Regions from separate parts of the Mus musculus genome. Here region 2 is linked to region 1. Evidence: chromatin contacts called from public promoter capture Hi-C data. All regions are on one chromosome and are shown on one strand. The core of a region is the stretch at or near the end of the contact, and the rest is flanking DNA. Distances in the headings are between cores, read along the strand shown. Region 1 holds the start of D330023K18Rik (RIKEN cDNA D330023K18 gene). Region 2 holds the start of Fam78a (family with sequence similarity 78, member A).

Region 1 (2,700 bases), core at 1-2,500:
AAACAAACTTAATTTCCTATCTATATGTATTTATATATACAGATCTATCATGTTGGGTTAGAGACACTGCTCAGTGGTTAAGAGCACTTACTGCTCTTATAGATAGATACCTGAGTTAACTTTCTAGTACTCATGATGTCAGGCAACACACAACTGCCAGCAATTCCAGCTCCCGAGGATCTGACACCATCTTCTGGTCCTCTCAGGTACCTATACATGGCACACACATACATAAAAAACTTAGAAAAGCAACCAACCAGACCTTCAAAATACATCCTGTTACTAGTTCCAGTTAAAAAGCTATAGGAATCTGATTCTGTCATAGGTGTTCACACACCTACATAGTGGTAGCTGCCTGGTAGTAGAGTTCCCTGTGTTTTTATTGTGTCCTATTTTGCTTAAATAATTACATGCACATACACAAAAGCATATGTTACTTGTGTGTCCAGCTAAAAACAAGAATCTAAGAACTAAACCAACTTGGTTATCAGCTATTTTAATACGAGTGTTTCCTGTAAGCCCTGGTACCAGGGACCTACAACCAAGTCCTTCCATTAAGTGTTAAGGACTAGAAGCTAAGTTTCCAAAGAGACTAAAATAGAAAACATTAAGGCTCAGACTCCAGCGGTGGCATGAAATCACACAAGACAAAATGACGTATCAGTTAAAAATCTGCATGTGATCCCCAGCTCAGACTGGCCAAAATGACCATTTCTTAGAGTTTAGGTAGAACAGAGGAACAGCCTGACACCTACCTCTTATATAATTAGATTGTCCCAAAGATTAAATGCCACTTAAAAAAAAAAAGCCTAGTGGATGGCTTCCTATGGACTCAATAAATCCTATTACTGCAACTATTTCAAGCTGAAGTTTGTGTAAAGGGCCTAGGATGATAATAAGTCAAGGAATCTAAGACAGGCCAGCAATTTCTAAGTTATTACCACCGAAGGCAGTCCAATCATCCGCCAGGGTCAGTGGCGGACATTGCGGGTTCCAGACTTTGGTCCAGGCCCCTCAATCCCCAAGCCCGGCAAGGCAGAAAGGAGGCCCGGCTTGAACTTGCCCCGCCATGGTTGTCATGGCAAACGCTTCAGGGTCCTCACAGGGGCTTTGCCGGAAGTCCGTCCTGGGAGGCCAATTGAAGAGTGCCGAGGTGGTCCGCTCAGGTCCCTGCGTGACCAGAGTTGCGTTTTGCAGTAAAACGATCTCAAGGACCTCGGAGGCGGCAGCCGCGCCCCCTTCCAGAGCACCTCCGGGACGACGCACTTTGACCCGGAAGTGGGTGGGAGAGGAAGCAGCTGGTGATGCTGGAACAAACATGGCCGTCCCGGTACCCCTCGGCCGCTTCGGCTCCTTCTGCCTGCGGCTGCTACGACTGCTGGCGTTGCTGGAGCTGCTGGTCCACCCCGTCTTGGGCCGCGTCCATCACCTGGCGCTCAAAGTAAGGCCTGGCAGGCTGGGGGCAGGATCAGGGAGTGGCGACGGGGGGGTGGGGGGAGCGCGACCGCTGTCCCGGGCTGAGCCAACTTCAGCCCAGCGGGATCTCCTAAGTTCGGCCCCTGAGCCAGGGGGTTTGCGCCGCCCCGTAGGGATGGACTACGCCGTGCGGCCTCCTCGGGTAGTCTGGTCCCTGCAGGTTTGAGGTCCTGAGGAAGGGGCCCAGATGCGGCCTAAATACCCAAAGACCTGGGAGGCCACTCCTGCGATTCCTGCTGGCTTCCCTGGATTCCACGTTGGTGGCAACCTTCCCTAATTCACCCTTTCATAACTTAAATTCCAAGTTCTCTTGTCCGCGATCTCCGCCCTTCTGTGCTCCTTGATCTGGCGCTTTGAAGTTGTGCGGAATCTTAGCCTGTTTCCTTGCTTGGTTTAGGGTGCTCGGTTGACTGACCAAAGCCAGAATCCCCAAGAGGAATTCAAATCTCTCTTGAAATACATGCCTTGGTTTCAAGAAGAAAAAATAAGAAAGAACAAGCCTGAGGATTTAAACTCAGCATCCAAAGTGTTTCTAAGTAGTGGGCCTTTTTCATTCCCGCTCTATGGCCATTGCCTAAGGAAGATGTTTATGACAGGCCTGAAGTGACCACCAAGAACCGCTATGGTAGCTAACTCACAGTAGAAAGTTCTCTAAGGCTTACACAGGATTGGCAGCCGGTTAATATACCTGGAGAACAGAAAGTGACATCATTATGACTCAAAGCCTTGTACATTTTCCTAATAGTCAGTGTACCAAGAAGTTGCGGATCTGGACACAGCTGTCTGTAAAAACACTTTCCATTAGGTGTGAAGGATAAAGGCTTGTGAATGTAGCGTTTAAAGGGTCCAGACAGACTGTAGATTTGAAACCTGGCCAAATCCATACAGGCACACTTGGGCTGTCTGCTTTTGATTGTTAAAATGATCTTGAAGCTGGGCGGTAGTGGCGCATGCCTTTAATCCCAGCACTTGGGAGGCAGAGGCTGGCGGATTTCTGAGTTCGAGGCCAGCCTGGTCTACAAAGTGAGTTCTAGGACAGTCGGGGCTATACAGAGAAACCCTGTCTTGAAAAACAAACAAACAAATGATCTTGAGTAAAGTGACTCTTACCTACAGCAAGACAGATCAATCTTGGCTCCTTATAAAATCCACTGAAAGCTGTAGGCACTCTCCCCAGAGAAATGCTTTTTGAAGTAAGACCATCTTACATCTTAACAGCTTTCT
Region 2 (2,722 bases), core at 96-2,595, 930 kb after region 1:
TTCTCTCAGCATCTTGCCAGGGAGGACAGAACAACCCTGGGCACCAGGGATAATGGCAGGGCAGGTCTAGCTGAGCTAGGACCCTAATCAACATAAAGGCTCCCCAGAGTTGCCTGACCCAAGAAGGCTTGGAGACAGTTCCACCCCTGCCTAAAGACCCCTGCAGCCCTGCTCCAGCCTCCCCGAGCCTTCAAGGCCCCCAGCCTGTCCCCAGGAGTACTCACATGCCCTGCTCCCCGTACTGGTTGTAAAACTCCATATGGCTGCACGCCTGAATCCAACCAACGATCCAGGTCTCCTTCTTGGGAATGGGCGGCATGACCACTTGGGCTGAGGCCCGGAAGTGGGGTGTCCGATAGCGCAATACCACGCTGGAGGACTCGTCGATGCTGGTGGGGATGGGGTCGATGGAGGCTTTCACATCAATCACGGTAATCCCTTCCCGGAAGACTCTGGCTTTGCCTCCGATGCTCTGAATACAGCCCATGGCACACAGGACCGCTCTAATCTCCAGGGAAGGCCAGCAGTCCCAAAAATAACAGGGCATTGAAAGGATGGAGGTTGCAGGACCCAGTGCAGAGCGCTCAATCTAATCTCAAAACTCAAAATCGAGATCCATAGGCTAGAGAACTTAAGGAGTAGAGGAGGTTTGCATAGCACTGCCGGGTCCTGTTATAAATATGGGTTCTGTTGCATCTCAAGAGCCCTGGGCTCCCTCTTCTAGCAGTGGGCAAAAGCCACCGATATTCTTTGGGTTTAAAAAAAGAAAAGTTTGGAGTTTAATGGAGAAGCATGTTTTTCTGACATCCAGCGCTGCGTCCTCACACTTGGGGATGGCAGCTCGGACACTCTCCCTGAAGTCTTCGCAGGAAGCAGACGGGCTCTGCCAGGCACATAAATAAGGAAGGCTCGGTCCCCGCGCGGTCGCGCCACCCTCGCTGCAGAACGCCGACTTCCTGCCCTTCTGCCTTCCGCACCGGCTCCCTGGAACACACGCGCCCGCCCGGCGGGGCCCAATCAATTGCAGCGTGAGCTCCGATTCAAGCGGCAGAGGTCCGACGTCCTGTGAGGCCCGTATCCACCCGCCCTTCCGAGAGGTGCGCTCCGGGTTAGGTGCTCGCCAGGTCCCCTCCGGCGCCCACTCGCGCGTTCCTCTGCCACTGTCGCTGTAGCCGCTGACTGCCGCGCAGGGCTCCGGGACTGCACTCGGATATCCGCCGCCGCCTGCTTCGCCTCGGCCGCCGAGGACCTGCAGAGAGGTGGAAGGCACAGGGCGGCAAAGTTGAGCCGAACTTTACTGCGGGGGACTCGAGGGCGCGGCGATGCCTGTGCGCCGGGCACGGGCTGTGGAGCTGACGGCGCAGCTCTGGGCGGTCTCCCCGGAGGTGGCGCCCCCCTCCGCCCGCCCCGTCAGTGGCGGCCGCACGACTGCGCGCACCAGCGAATAATCGCCTCCCGTGACATCTCCGCTGACACCGGTTTAGCTCGAGGGAGGGGTGAGGGGTCGTTCAGACTGCCACCGCAGTGGGTCACTAGGACCTCCCGGCTCGGGTACTGCGCATCAGTACCACGCCACCAGCGTGAAACGCCCCTTCTCGCTCCAGTGTCTCGATCCCCGGGGCCTCAGTGCCAAGCCCAGGCCGGTCTTTTAAGGCATTCTGCCCTTTGCCGGCAGAGGTGGCTGGACACCAAGAAGGCGTGTTGCCCCCCCCCCCCGCCCCACCGCGTGCCTCGGTTTCCCCTAACCAAGCTTGAGCCTTAGCTGAGCCCAGCGCGTCCCGAGCGCGCGCCTCCGCCGAGGAACTTTGGCAGTCAGGTTCCCACCCAGGGGGCGTCACGAACTCACCTGCCCCTAGGGCCGCTCCAGGTGCCTGGGTCACCGCCCTCCGGTCTTCCCTAACCTCTCTGCCCGCACGTTTTCGGGGCGCCCCCTCCCCTGGGCAGTGTCCCCTGGCTCTTATCTACTAGGGTCCGGGGATGGCGTGGGCGCCTCGGATCCCCAAGCCCCTCCTGGCTCCGGGCTGCTGTGGGGATGGCCGGGGGCGGAGGGCTGAGGCTCGGGGCTCTCTCGCCCCCACCCCGAGCGCCTCCTTATTTTATGATCATTATGAGCGTGCTGTCACCGCTCTGCCCCGCCGCCGCGCCGCAGCCGCCTGGCGCGCCCCGCGCCGCCTCGCTCTGCTGCAGCATCGGAAAGGCAACCAGGTCAAACTTTGCAGAAACTCGGTCCCTGCGCCTGTCTGGCCCCTGTGTTCGTCCGCAGCCGCGCGACAACGCGCACCGGCGCACGCAGGACCTGCGCTCGCCCGTGCGCCCCGTGGGATGCAGGTCCGCAGGCGGTAGCGTGCAGGCGGGTAGGCACCGCCTCCTCCTCCAGCCCGCCCGGCTCTCCTCCCTAGCTCTGGCACTCAGCACACTCTCCCCCCCCTCTCTCTCTCTCTCTCTCTCTCTCTCTCTTCTTTCCCACCTCTCTGCAGCTGCTGGGGGAGTTGAGCCTCTTCTTGCATAAACGACATTTCCTTTTTTTCTAACCCTAGGAATTCTGGGTAGTGTAGTTCTGTCTTTCTCGGGTCCTGGGGTTGGGGGTGTTCCTATTGCCCTTTGACTTCTGGATGCCAGCAGCTTTCCAGTTCAGGAGACTTGGGGCACTGCCCTGGGGATCCTAGCTGCCGGAGTTGGTGGTTGGGTGGAAAGCATGGAAGTTTTGGGAAGCTCCAAGACT

What was found. Promoter capture Hi-C pulls out the DNA fragments that hold promoters and counts their contacts.
Region 2: a contact with region 1 is called in a promoter capture Hi-C map of liver, with 3 times the contacts expected there. The contact joins the promoter of Fam78a here to the promoter of D330023K18Rik in region 1. A contact is called at or near these places in 4 of 39 promoter capture datasets (cranial neural crest, hippocampal neurons and liver) and 2 of 115 datasets of contacts at active chromatin or transcription factors (embryonic forebrain and embryonic stem cells).

Annotation. Positions count from the first base shown.
Region 1 is chr2:31,151,041-31,153,740 of GRCm38.p6, forward strand. D330023K18Rik (RIKEN cDNA D330023K18 gene) reads right to left here and starts at 1,251. Exons shown (of 2, transcript NR_040334.1): 1 at 942-1,251; 2 at 9-210. Gpr107 (G protein-coupled receptor 107) reads left to right here and starts at 1,276. Exons shown (of 18, transcript NM_178760.4): 1 at 1,276-1,441. The coding sequence starts at 1,319.
Region 2 is chr2:32,082,360-32,085,081 of GRCm38.p6, forward strand. It overlaps Fam78a (family with sequence similarity 78, member A), which reads right to left and starts at 1,346. Exons shown (of 2, transcript NM_175511.4): 1 at 225-1,346. The coding sequence starts at 547.